Regions from separate parts of the Mus musculus genome. Here region 2 is linked to region 1. Evidence: chromatin contacts called from public HiChIP or PLAC-seq data. All regions are on one chromosome and are shown on one strand. Each heading gives the region's core, a stretch centred on a gene start, on an enhancer-like site or on the middle of the called end of the contact. The rest is flanking DNA. Distances are from core to core; before and after follow the strand shown.

Region 1 (7,162 bases), core at 1,978-4,477:
ACAGTCTGACCCAGGGTTCATGTTTTGGAAAAGTACCCCCCCACACACAATCATGTCTGTTTGAATCCATCCCTGAACCCTGACATTTTTCATCTGTATGGTACCTCTGACAACCCCTGTCTATTGTGTCCCTGTCATTGATGAAGTTGTTCCAGAAAGAAACTGTGAGTGTGGCTGTTGTGAGGTGTTGATCACCAGAGATGTTAGTAGGAAGCAGGAGCCGGGAGGGGGCAACTGTAGTGTACTGAGGAGCAGAGATTGGACCAAAGAGCAATTTTAGTTCAAGCCCTCCAGAAAACTCTAGGAAGGAGGGAGGTCAGGTGGAACTGCATAGACTCTGGACCAAGTAGCTGATGTACTTCTGGGGCACTGGCCCCCAGGACTGTTAGCATGACCCAGCCAGAGCTGAGCACAGCCCTGTGGCCAATGATAGCCTTAGGCAGAGGCAGGGCCTAAGATTCTGGGGATGGGGGTGGGGGCATACACACCCCATCAGCCCCACCAAGAAACAATTTAAGGGAGAAAGGAGTTACTTATCCTTAAGGTTTGAGGGATAAAATCCATCATGCAGAAAAGGCAGCTTTCCTTGGGAAACACAAGCTACACCCGCACAGGTGTCTGCTTATGAACCAGGCAGTGACTCTCATCCTCCTGCACATCGCTTGGCCTCCAGGGCTTTCCAGAACCTTAGTGCAAGCTCCTATAGCTATCTTACTCTTGCATTCTGTGTGTTCGCAAAACCAGCACCTTGTGAGTGATGCCACCCTAAGATGTAGCTTAGATTCTCTGCACTATTTCTCCTGCCTGTGTTTCCACAGTGCTGGGATTATAGGCACACTCCCCCACATCCAGCCTTCTGAACACTGTAAACCACCTCGACATAACTACTCACACCCAAAACTGTGAGTTCCATACACAGCATAGGTAGGCTGTGTGGTTTAGGAAATAATGCCTTGGCCATGGTGGCACATGCCTTTAATCCCAACACTCAGGAGGCAGAAGCAGGTAGAGATCTCTGTGAGTTTGAGGCCAGCCTGGTCTACACAGTGAGTTTCATGACAGCCAGGGTCACACAGACAAGCCTTGTCTCAGAAACAAAACAAACAAAAATAATGGAGAGAAAGAAGTTGAAAGTGTTCACTACAGATGTGGGATTTTCTTTTACAAATATTTAATCCACGTCTGTTGATCTTGCTGATTAGGGTCATTAGACTAATGGTGTTTGTCTCTCTTTCTCTATCCCTCCCTTCTTAATTTATTTCTTCTCTGCCTCTATACCTCCCTAGTTCAGGAACAAGATCAAGCCTGCTTGCTTGTCTGTTCCTTATCCTATCTTTCTGTCTGTCTGTCTCTCTCTCCTAATCTCTCTTCCTCTCCTCCATGGTTTGTCTGTGCCATGGTCTCTTACCCTGTCCCTTCCCCTTATAAGCTTGTGACCTGGACTTTGCTCTGCTGTTCCATTTGAATCTGGCCAAATACAGCCACCTCAGTCCAAGCCGCATATCTCACTTCAAATACCCAGCCAGGAAGGAAGCCCAGCACTTCTGCATCCCAATGCCCAGGGAACAGCTGGAATCTAGGTCCATTTCAAGTCTAACCAACTGTTATCAAGAGATGAGAGAGAGGAGAGACAATATGGCTCCCAGCGCTTTACATAGAGGAGTAGGGTCTTAGAAAAGTGATGTTGAGAGCCATCCAGAAGGACAAAGAATGACCAGCAGGACCTGGTCAAACATGGGTTTTGACTGCAGTTCCAACTCTGGTCTCCCCCTTTTGTCCATGATCATTTGAACCTCAGGACAGTGGCTGAGGCTCAGGACTTGGGAAAAAACACTTATTGGGAGCCATGTGGTGATCTTCCGGGATCCCTGAGTTTAAGGCCCAATTATTTTTTAAGCTTGTCTGGGAAAGTTGGACAAGTCCTTGATTTCTCTGAATAGTTTTATCATCTGCAAAACAAAAATCTGGGTTCTCACAGCTGTGATATTTTAGGACCTAATCTAGCAGCACATCCCAGCTGGTCTGGATTGTCACCTGCTGGGTGAGTGCTTCCTTCCCATCTCAGCACAGAAACAGTATTGAAGGGTCTGGGCCTCCCAGGGAGGAAGTGGAACCAGGGGCCTCTGCATCCTACACACACACACACACACACACACACACACACACACACACACAATTGAAATCTCCACTGATGTGGCCTCTGCCAGTGACTCAGTGCTTGCCTTATCTGATTGTCAGGGTCGGTTCCTAGAAGTTGAAAGTCATTCTTCTACAGTCATTGCCACAACTTCGTACCACGAGGCAAGTTCTAATTCTGTCTCTCCGCCACAGAATTGGGAGGACGAAGGTGACAATGCTTGGGGTTTTCCAGGAAAAGTCTGGGCTGTAAGTCTGAGGGCCAGGCAAGACACCAAACAGTGAGAGACCAAGGACCAGTCAAGTCACGGGGACAGAACAGACCTGTGGAGAGAGCAATGGAGACAAGCTCTGGGCTCTGCCAGCTGGCCTGTGGGACCTGGGACTTCTTAGTCAGGTGCCATCCTCCAGATTTCACTTTCCAGAGTAACTGCTAATGTGGCTCATACAGTGTCTATACCCAGCCTAGAGGGTAACTAGACAGAGGGCAGAAATCAAGTTGGAGAGTGGGTCTGTTGTATCACCTGTCATGTCTAATCTTTTGACATTGAGACGTGACTTGGTCATCTAAAAACTTCACACTAAAGAACCATGCAACCAAGGTCAAACACACATACACACACACATATACACACACATGCACAGATATGCATAGACATGAACACATGCACAGTCACACATTCATCCTTGTACACCACGTGGGTACACAAACACATGTGCTCACGCATGCACATGAGAGTACACACACGCACACACACATGCATACACACCTTCAAGTTGCCCTGCTAAAGGGCCTAGAAGCTGTGGGTAATTGCCTGACATATGCAAGTCCTTGGGTTTAATCTTTATCTCTGTGGGGGTGGAGTAGGGCTAAGTAGGTGTTGTGACCTTACAATGCCTATGCACTTTGCATGCTACTTAGTCATTTCATCTTGACAATATGTTAGGTGACTGCTGTTCTATTCCTCCATTTCACAGAAAAGAAAACAGAAGTATGGAGATGGTGAGCCACTACATAGTAAATCACTGTACAGTGAACTCTATGAGGGCTGCTGATTCATCAAGGCATGTGCTTGCATTCAGCAAACATGCTCAGTGTGTGAAGGGTCACCCCACATGTGTGCACAGGAAGGAAACCTTTGATGGCAGTGTTCAGAGCATGTGACACTCAGTAGAAATGGATTCATTCATGAGCAAGTGACAGGAAGGGGACAAGAATAAGAAGCCTTTCTATGCCACCACAAGTAACTGTGTGACCTAGCCTGGCCACAGTCACCTTCCTCTGTGAAATCCCCTCACACTAACATCTCCCCCATTTAGTTCTTCCCTTCTGCTTAAGTTCTGCCATTACTGTATTTCCCTAGTAAATGCCTTCATTGACTTCCAGTCCATCTGCCCCGAGGTGATTGGCTCAGCCCTCACCTTATCATATTTTACAGATATCACATTTACTCTATTTACCAATACAGTGCCAAGACTGGATAACAAGTAGAGCCAACCAGGACCAGTTTTATGTGGGCTAAATCAGCAACATTGGTTCATACCACAAAATTCCCATGCCCCAGTGTAACTAGCTGAAGAGTGGGAACAGGCACAGTCAAGGCCCCCACCCTCACCCACACTCCAGGAAGCCCCTGCTCCCACCCCACTTACTCTGGTCTTTTAAAGCACAATTTAAGGATGATGAGCTTTGTATGTATTTGGGGGAAATCCTTAATTTTTCCTAGAGGTTTAAAAAAATAAAATAAAAATGCTAAGCCAGGCGGTGGTGACACATGACTTCAATCAGTTAGAGTACTCCAGAGGCAGAGACAGATGGATCTCTGTGAGTTCAAGGCCAGCCTGGTCTACAGAGCTAATTCCACTACAGCCAAGACTGCACAAAGAAATCCTGTCTCAAAAAACCAAAGTAGCCGGGCGTGGTGGCGCACGCCTTTAATCCCAGCACTCAGGAAGCAGAGGCAGGCGGATTTCTGAGTTTGAGGCCAGCCTGGTCTACAAAGTGAGTTCCAGGACAGCCAGGGCTAAACAGAGAAACCCTGTCTCAAAAAAACAAAACAAAACAAAACAAAACAAAACAAAAACAAAAAACCAACCAACCAACCAAACAAACAAACAAAACAATCCCAAGCAAGCAAACAAAAACAAAACAAAAGAAAAATACAAAAAAACAGTGGTTAGTAATTCTGAGCAGAATGATAGCTAACATGTCTTCCAACCCTGAGGGAATGTCCAGTACTGACCTCCATCTAGCCTTTCTGGTTTAATATCTTGGAGCTTTAATTCTAGGGCTGGGGAAATGGTACAGTTGGTAATGTGCTCATGACACAGGCCTGAGGATGAGAGTTAGGATTCAGCAGCCATGTAAAATAAAACCAGCTCAGTACACTTGGGAGGCAGAGGCAGGTAGATTTCTGAGTTTGAGGCCAGCCTGGTCTACACAGTGAGTTCCAGGACAGCCAGGACTACACAGAGAAACCCTGTCTTGAAAAAAACAAAAAAAAAAAAACAAAAAAAACCCCAGCTCAGTAGAGCCTGCAATCCAGGTCTGGGAAGGCAGAGAGAGAAAGGATTCTTAGGTCTCACTAGCCAGTCAGCCTTGTCAAGTTGATGAGCTCCAGGTTCAGTGAGAGATCTTGCCTCAAAGAATAAGATGCAGAGCAACTGAGTAAGACATTCTCTATCAACCTCTGGTCTCCAGATGCACAGACACGCATACCCACCCCCAACACACACAGGATGTATAAACACACACACACGCACACACATACACACTGAGAGGAATGTCTACACAGCCATACACTATACAGACAAACATACAATGAGTTTCGGTTAGTTAGTTACTTAGTAGGTTGGTTTGAAAAAAGGAAGGTTTCCTTTTAATCATTGTGACTGTGCACATAGAGATGCAGAGTGTCATGGAACAGGACAGGAGAGGTCTGAGGACAAATTCATGGAGTCAGTTCTCCCCTTCCACCTTTGTATGATCAAGGATTAAACTCAAGTCACTAGGCTTGCACGGCCTCGGTGGCCCAAAAGCATTTTAAGCTCAAGTTCTTAGAGATGACTTTAAGAACAGCTTTAGGCTTACAGGAAAAGGACCAAGAGGTACATAGAATGCCTAGGTATTCCCCCAGCCACCACCCCACTATTCCCATACTGACTAATCTCTGACTACATGTTGTATTTGCTTCAGCTGACAAGCAATATGGAAACACACTCATTAACTAAAGCCCACCGTTTATGTGGGATCCACCCACCAGGTTGCATGTTCTATATGTCACAAAAACATATAATGACTAATGGATACAAATTTAATATATTCATTATGAGTAACCCCTGATGGTAAATAGCAGTCATTACAGCATCATGCAAATCAGATTCACTGCCCAAGTCCCCTGGGTCCGACCTCTGACAGCCACAGACTATTTTACTGTCACTATGGTTTTGTCTCTCCCAGGATTTCATAACGCTGGAATTATAGAACTAGAGCCTTTTCAGACCTATCTATTTCAATTAGTAATTTGCATTTATTCTTTCTCTATGTCTTTTTCATGGCTTAATTTCTGTTGCTATAATAACGTCATTACTATATAAGTATACATTATATAATATACATAAATACGTAATATATAATGTACCTAGGTAAATTTTCTCTTGTAATCATTCTTTGTGTACATGTATACATGTTCATGTGTGTGTGTGTGTGTGTGTGTGTGTGCACATGTGTTGAGATTAGAGTTTGTCTTCTGAGATAGGGTCTCTCAAAACAATAAGCAGTTTAGGGAAGGAAAGGGTTTATTTGGCTTGCAGTGGTGGGTTTGAGTTCATCACTGAGGGAAAGTTAAAGCAGGATCTAAAATAACTAGTCATATCATATCTACAATCAAAAACATAGATAAATTAATACAGCCATTCTCTCTTCTTGCACTATGCTTATTTACTCTTCTACAGTCCAAGGCCCTTTAACCTAGGGAATGATGCTGCCCACAGTGGACTGGATTAATTGCCAGTCAAGACTACTCTCCAAAGACATACCCACAGGCCAACCTGATCTAGATAATTCCTCAATTGAAATTCTCTTCTCAGATGATTCTGGCTTCTGGAAGGTTAGTAATTTAAAACTAGCTCTCATATCCACAGGACCTGGAGTTCACCAATTCAGCTAACCTGGCTAGCCGGCAGGTGTTTGTGATCCATCTGACTCTGCTTCCCCAGCACTGGGATCCAAACATGCCTCCATGTTGGATTTTGCACGAGTGCTATAGATCTAAATTCAGGTCCTCATCCATGAATAGAGCCCTACATACATGGAGCACACAGACTGAGCCCTCACTAGTAGCCTATTTCAGTAGTTTTAAGTCTACATCTAAGGAATATTAACTCCATCCTCATTTGTGCTGTCATCACCATTGTTTGAGTCTTTAGCTGGAACTGGATGCACGGTAAACATCACCTCACCATTCCTATGGCTCATTTGTTTTTCCTGGTGAGCAGCATTCCACTGTTTGGTTGAGCCACAGTGTGTTCATCCAGTCCTCTATTGGGAGATATCTTAGTTGTTTTCAAGATTTGTCAATTCTGAAGAAAGTCACTTCAAACATCTATGCAGGCTTTTGCATGGACATGAATGCACAGTCACCAGAAAATGTGTAATTCTGACTTCATTTCACCTGTATTACTGAGTAGAGAGTGACTAGAGCCAGGCCCAACACACCACAGAGGTCATTTGTACTTAATTGCCATAACAACCACCCCGAGACCCAGGGCTGCTACCCAAATTACAGATTAGCAAACTGAAGCTTGAGGAAGCGGAAACACACAGCTGAGTGGCTAATGTCACCTCTCTGTGAACTCATGGGGCCTTCCAATGTGGAGAATGAGATGGGGACAAATGTTGTCTCTAGATTCCTCTCATTCTGCTCCCTTTTGAGTCCTTGCTCCTTTGAACAAAACAAACAGATCTGCTTTCCAATACAGTTATTCTAGAAGGGATGTTCTTTCCCTCCCAGTCCCAGTCCATTAT
Region 2 (7,162 bases), core at 1,347-3,846, 39 kb after region 1:
CAAAATGGTTTCTCTTCCTCTACTGCACAGTGATAATGAAGTAACACAGCATCATCCTGAAAGTCTCCAGGGCAGACATAGAGCCTGCCCCTGAGACCACATTCCCAGTGTGGTTGGCAGTGGGAGGCACAGGCAAGTCTAGTGCACACACAGGGAGGCAGCCATGCTAAATCTGGGAGGCATTTTGCAAGTAAGTACCTCTTTTCAGTGACTCATTTTGGGACTCACTAAAAACTCCTGTGAGTTGAAAACAAAAGTGGCCCTTGCACCTCTCCCTTCTCCCCACCCCTGCAGAAAGATGGGTGTTGCAGGAATGGTGAGGGTCTTGGAGCTGACTAAATTTGATTTTATGTCACAGCATGTCAGCGGGGCCTGCAATCCATCTGTATGGTCCATAGCCAAAGAGAAGGAAGTAGGGGTGCGAAGGAGGAAGGTCGGGAGAAGGGTGGGTTTGTTTCTCCAGCCTATCCCTTGAGACTGAAGATGCCTTATGTAAGCCCCACCCATCCTGTTCCTGCATTATAGTTCACTGGATGTGTGGTGGTATATGAGCTGGGCCCCTAATTCTCTTAACACTTAAAAACGACCGCTTGCCTACAGCCGGACCTCTAAGGTTCATCACTGGCTGTGAGACCTGGGACATGTTGTTTGGCCTTTCTGAGCTTCAGTTTCCTGAAAATGAAGACACTGCATGTGTTTGTGAACTCAGCAAGGCTGGGGAAAGTCCTTTCTAGTGATCTGACGCTGCTCCTTAGCTGTTCTGCCAGGACAGTTTTTACAGCAGAGAACCCAGTCAGAACACAGCAGGCCCCTAACCATACCCTCTCCTCCAAAGACTTCTGCTCCTCAGTAGAGACCTCCACTCTTCATTGCCTCTTAGAAAGCAGCCCTGGTCCTCCTGCCTCCGGCCTGCTTAACCTTATTTATCCTACTGTCTGCTTCCTGGAGAAACTCAGATTTCCTAGAGTGGGCGTTAAGCTTTCATTTTTTAAAACAACAGTTATTCGTGTGTGCCCTCACATGCCACAATCCACAGTGTATGTGTGCACATTAGAGATAACTTGTTGGTGCCAGTTCCCTCCTCTCAGAAGCAGGGACCAGCCTGGCTGCTCTGGGCTGGTGGCCATGCCTTTCTTACTTAGAACAAGGTTGCCTAGCAATAAGCTGCTGAGACCAGAAATCTGTGTCATCTGCTTCCAGTTCAACCACTCACCACCTGGGGGACTTTGCTCACAGGCCTCATTAAAGCCATCTAAGAAATGGGCACATGGGTGGCATGATGCCACCCTCACAATGGCTGAACATCATGAGGCAGGCAGGGGGAGTAATATAGGTTGTGGGCCTGATTACTGTGGACTCAAGTAGACTAGTTAACTGAATACTCAGCAGGTTGCTATCCCGTGCCCAGACATGTACAGCAGATTAATGGACAGATGGCAGGTGCTTGGGCACACAGACAGTCTAGAACACTCAGAAGCAGCAATACCTGTCCCAGCTACGAGCATCCCTTCCTGAGGGGAAGTGGGAGTCACCTTAATTGCTCCCCAGAGAAGCTTGGACATCCTAGTGGGGTTGTTAAGTATGCATAGATGAAGGCAGTTGTTGTTGTTGTTGTTTTGTTTTTTGTTTTTAACATACAACACTTGGTGTGAATTTGGAAGACATGGGGAGGTTAAAGACAATTTGCTGGAGTTCTTTTGTTCCATTGTGTGGGTCTGGAGGATCAAACTCAGGTCATTCCCCCCACCTCCACCCCCACCCCCACCCCCAGGCTCCTGGGTATTTGGCTGGCCCACTTACTCCTAAAAACCTTCTGCACACTGATGCTTGGCTGGCCTGGAGTTCCCAGGAAGGCAGTATCCCCAGGAGATACTGGCACTTTGAGGGCAGGGACTTGGATTTATCCTAGGTGCCTACTTCTGGAACTGTACTGGGCACTATTTGTACACTGTACTATTGTACACACTGATATATATATATATATATATATATATATATATATACATATATACATATATACATATATACATATATATATATATATATATATATATATATATATATATATATATATATATATATATATATATAATATGAATGACAACATCTCATGTAGCCCAGGCTGGCTTGGAATTTGCTATATAGCCAAGAATGAATGAATTTCAGACATTTTTGCCTCAGCCTTCCTAATTCAGAGATTACAGGTGCCCAATTTCCCTAGTGCTGAGATTAGGAAAGCATGCTATCAACTGAACTTCACCTCCTGCTGCACTCTGTGAATGGGTCAATTTCGGTCCTGCGAGGGCTGTGAGAGGAGCAATGTCAGCTGATGAGGAATCCATGGGTGTGGGGAAGGGTCCACGAATTGGTTACCCAGCGAATCTGCATCTTATAAAGTCTAGAGCCCGCGCAGAGGGGTTCAGTGCCCAGGGTTTGGAGTCTGAGGCTCAGTCTTCCAACCTGAGTTGGACGATCAGGCACCCAGGCTGGGAGCGCGCCCCCGGCGCCCCCTAGCCTGCGTGGCGGCCGCGCGCACGGGCGCAGGGGGCGGCGCGGCCCCGCGGCGGGGAGGGGCGGGCGCGCGGGCGCGCGCAGAAGCGGCGGCTGAACCAAGCGGACTAGCTGCGGCCGCAGCGCCGCCAACTCGCGTGTGACCCGCGCTCCGCCCGCCGCCGAGAGAGCCGCCAGCGCCGGTGAGTGGCCTGGGACCAGCGAGGGGCGCGGGCCAGGGCGTGGGACTGTCACCCGAGGCGTTGTGGGCGCGCGCGCGTGCCCGGGGAGTCGGCGGGGACGCCCGCAGGAGGCCGAGGTGTCCGCGGCGGGCTCCATCCGCCCAGCTGCGCGGGAGTGCGTGCGTGTGCACATCAGGGGCCCGGGCTGTGAGTTTGGGGTGGACCAGTGCGGGTGGACGGGCTCGGCTTCGGTTTATCCGTTTATCGAGTGTTTACCGTGGATGCCAAGGAGTACGTGTGCCCACGTGTCTGAACGTTCCCGAGTGAGTGTGTGCACACGTGCACGGGCAAAAGTGTACAAATTCCATACGAGAGTGTGTTTAGGATCCAGACTGTGCACTCCACACTGCAGGCCGGTGTGTGTGTGATGTGCCGGCTGACCCTGTCCAGAGAGGGTGCTGGGCCGGATTCTGTGAGTCCGCAGATCCCCAGGTTCTGACTTTGGTTGGAAGCCTCTTAGCCCGGCCTTGGCAGAACTCTGCATGGCCACGCAGGCTGAGGAGGGGGCTGCGCTGAACTTGAATTGAGGTTTTCTAAATATGTCTTAGTTCCCTGGCTTTGTTCGTGGCTGTCTCTAGCTAGGCCAGATTTGGACTCTGTTCCCCATACCTAGGGGTTAGGCCCTAGGGAGACCCAGGGCCCCAGATACTTGTCCTCTCTGCCTGCTCCTCTAAGTTAATCATATTTCCCTGATTTAACCGAGCCCCAGAGGGCCATAACAAATGGGTGACAGCATGCTTGGGACACATCCTCTAAGGGCTGTCCGTGAAGTTTTGATTGACAGTTTGTGCATGTGTGTTTGAAAGTTTTAACTGCGTTAGAGCAAACTTTAGAAAGTTTATGTACAAAGTTTCACTCCACTTGCAAAATGCAGGGTGACTTTTTGAGGGGAAAATGTCCTCACAGGAGCCTGGTGTGTGTAAAAGGGCATGTTAAAAACCCTATTGCTAATGGGAGAAGAATTTCATTGAATGGGTGCCTGACTCCCAACAGGAGAAACTTAACCAGTGAACTTTGGACATCGTCGTCCAGAAGACAAAACCTGGAAGGAAACAAAAAAAGACCCATGTTCATTTTTTTTTTCCTCTTTGTCCCGAAAACTGGAGAAGAAAAAATATCCCCACCTTCTGGACGTGTTGAAACTGTTCCCCTCCCCCACCGGGGCCAGGCTCTCCCTGGATCCCCCACCCCCAAATAAAATATGCCTGTGGGGAGCGGAGGAGTGAGTCACTCTCTGGCAGAGGGCCCCACGGCAAACATTTGGGAAGGTTCTTGCTTAACTTCCCAGAAGAAAAGGCCCGGGATTTAAAATGGTCCCTGTGGTTGTGAGCCTCCGAGCCCCGTCTGCTTCAGAGATGACTACAAAAGTCATTTGCTGTCTTTTAAAAAGCCCAAGTCTCAGACTTAAGCATTGTCCAGGATTTAGAGCTGTTTAGGTTTCCAGAAATGGAGATGCTGGCTTTCCCAGGTGGCATATGGTGTGGGAAAGGAAGAGGGTAAGCAGCTGAATCGTTTACAGAGTACCTACTGTGTGCTGAGAGGTTCTTGGGGTCCTTAACTCTCCTGGATTCCACTCTGTTTTTGGGTTTGTGACCAAGGCATCTGACTCATAGAGAAATCAAACCTGTGTCCCAGGCCACCAGGGAAAGGGTAGTAGCCGAAGTCTGAGCCACCTGCCTGCCTTCTAGGCCTTCCTCCTTCATTGGGCCCAGGACTTGACATTTGACTTCCTAAGCTGTACAGCCTGGGCACTGAGGACTTGAACATTCCTGTCCTCATTAGGGCTCACCATAAGTCAGAGGTTATTGTCTCTATTATACGAGGAAACAGACACTAGCAGAGATGAACTGGCTGGCATAGTTTGGGAAGGTAGCACCACGACCCCGGTCCCCCATGATTAAGGATGCACCCTGTGCTGGGCTTGGTGCACAAAGTTTGAAGTTATTTTTCCTTTTCCCCACCAACACTGTTAGATGAGCACTGTTACAGTGTCCATTCTGTAGATGAAAAAACTGGGACACAGAGAGGCTATAGAATAGCGGTAGACCCAGAATTTGAACCCAGACTTGTCTGGACAGAGTCTATAGTCTCCCCATGAACTTGTAAAGTCCAGGTAAGTTGATAGATGGCAAAGTCAGGATTTAAATTCGTAGCTCTGATTCTAGGACGGGCTGGCTACCTTTATTGTGTTTTGTTCTTCTGGCCTGTTGTAAAGCCCAGCGATTTATGACAGGCCATGTTTTGCAGACCAGCCTGTTTCTAGAATTTGGGGCTAGGTCTTCCCAAAGACTGCTGAGCCACCAGAGTGAAGGTACTTTCCAAGTGCCAAGGATGGTCAAACCACTGTCAAAAGTAGAATAATACAATATTTCTCTCCTCTTTTCAGGTTGGACCAAGGAGGGAGGTGAGGGTGGAGGACTTGGTGAATCATTCAAGATTAGATATGGGTTACAACCAGGTGTGGTGGCTCACGCCCATAATTGTGGCTGAGGCAGGAGGATTGCTTTGAGTTCTGGGCCAGCCTGGATTTACATAGCAATTACCACATGTCCCAGGATTACACACCAAGATCCCATTTAAATAAATAAATTGATTAAATAAACACATAGATATAGGTTGGAGACAAAGCTGGACATGGCCCCAGGAAGAGCCCAGCCCCTGACCTTGTAGGGAGATGGAGAGTGATCTCAGATCCTTACTCTCCGTTCTGAATCTCTGACACAATCACTTCTGCAAAGACTCCTTGTCACCTGTCATTCAGAACTGGGTCCACCAGTTCACTTCCTCATTTACTTCCGTTTCTGGTGTTTCAGAAGAGGACTGTGTGTAAGTAAGGACCTGCGTGGTTGGGGCTCTGCCTGCCCAGCACTAACAGGAAAAGGTTGCTCTCTCCCTTGCAGGAGTGTCGTTTGCAGAGTGCTTTGCGATGCGATGCCTAAATGTAAGGTGTGAAGTAATAGATGGTACAGGGAGGCGCAGCCACGGTTCTGGCATTGATAGATTCCTCCCCATCTGGCCTGTGACTTGCGGAGGTAAAAATAGGCCTTGTTCTATGTTTTTATTTATCCAATTTAATTTTTGCTGATGTCATCATAGGCAGCAAAGTGCATATACTTGGGAGTTTGCTGATCCTTAGGACTGGGGCTCTGGAGCAGGGGGATTGTGGAGGGGCCATTGAGGGTGGTCTGGGTTTCTGTAAAGGGTTCTGAAGTTTTTGAGTGGATGATCTCCTAAGTTCTTAGCTTAGTTCTGTCACCCAGGTAAATCTTCTGTCTGTCCTTCCTTCCCCCTTCCTTCCTTCCTTCCTTCCTTCCTTCCTTCCTTCCTTCCTTTCTTCCTTCTTTCCTCCCTCCTCTTTCTTTTCTTTCTTTCTTTTTTTTTTTTTTAAGCTTTCTCCATTCCTGTCTGAATTTGGTGACACACTCATAATCCATCTTCAGGATAAACTTGTAGCCTTCTCAGACCCAAGGCCCAGACAGAAGTCATATTTGGACACATCCGTTAGCAGTCTAATATCCTGTGCCATTAATCCTGGGAACTTGAACTTGAGCATGTGATCTGGCAGTGTGACATCTGTCACTCCAAGAGGACTTGCTGTGTGACTACAGCCCCACACATACTGGGGACTCCAGTTCTGGATTTTAACCCCCCACAGGCAACTTCTCACGTGGTCTGGCAGCTGAGGACCTGCTCTCCTAGGCAGGTTCTTGGACTGTGCTGGTTAGAAGCTCAACACCCCCTAAAACCCTTGTTCACCACCCCTGGAGCTGTGCCCTGAGGGGGCCGTCAGATTGCATGTGGGGGCCACTGGATTCATTTAGTTCCAAGGGCTTTACCCACAGGGAACTGTTCTTTCTCTTAGACTTCTATGTGCTGGTGACCTCATAGAAAAGAAAAAGGGGGCTTTGTGTAGGAATTCCAGCGAGTGTGAAGGAATGCCGACAGGGAAGGGGCGGGTAGTTGCTGTGGGAAGCCTTAGGCGCCTGCCTTTTCCCCAAATTGTTTAACCCTCACACTTCAAAATCAGTGTGGCTCTTTTAAGGGGAATCCTCCTTTGTCTCCCTGACATCCGAGAGGCTCCTGGGTTGTGCCTTACACTCTGACTTCTCTCTCATTCTTTCATGACCCATTTACTAACACCTATCCTTCGGCCCTTTAAGCTGGGGATTTCTGGGAAGGACTCTATCTGCAAAGGGGCATCCTTACTTTCCAATGACCTGCTCTGATGATGTTCAGGGTCTCGCAGTGCCAAGAAGAGCAAATCACCAGAGCATGGGGTGGAGATGAGCACAGGAGGCTACCTAGGCTGAACTTCTGGGATTGGAAACGGCCCAGTTATCCATTTTACAGAATGGAAACTGAGGCCCTGAAAGGGCGAGATACTCATAGTCAAAATAAGAATATGTGCCTTGTGGGCGTGTGAGTGGTCA

What was found. HiChIP or PLAC-seq counts read pairs in DNA pulled down with a chosen protein or histone mark.
Region 2: a BATF HiChIP or PLAC-seq map of CD8 T cells shows a contact between it and region 1, with 129 read pairs. The contact joins the promoter of Nek6 here to the enhancer-like site in region 1. A contact is called at or near these places in 1 of 39 promoter capture datasets (hippocampal neurons), 1 of 15 datasets of contacts at CTCF or cohesin (CD8 T cells), 19 of 484 Hi-C or Micro-C datasets (B cells, LSK cells, Th1 cells and 13 more), 13 of 115 datasets of contacts at active chromatin or transcription factors (CD8 T cells, the HPC-7 cell line, bone marrow-derived macrophages and 6 more) and 4 of 9 other capture datasets (adipose tissue, bone marrow-derived macrophages, liver and 1 more).

The regions. Positions count from the first base shown.
Region 1 is chr2:38,469,749-38,476,910 of GRCm38.p6, forward strand. The region is part of intron 2 of Gm39799 (a long non-coding RNA gene); the gene reads right to left. Among named protein-coding and RNA genes, the nearest start is that of Gm25081, 7.0 kb to the right of the region's middle. Within about 2 kb of position 3,228, at least 81 of the 459 cell types and tissues checked have an H3K27ac peak or open chromatin away from gene starts, as enhancers often do. A contact at or near this core is called in CD8 T cells, the HPC-7 cell line, LSK cells and 10 more, where this site is marked.
Region 2 is chr2:38,509,101-38,516,262 of GRCm38.p6, forward strand. Nek6 (NIMA (never in mitosis gene a)-related expressed kinase 6) reads left to right here and starts at 2,597. Exons shown (of 10, transcript NM_021606.3): 1 at 2,597-2,693.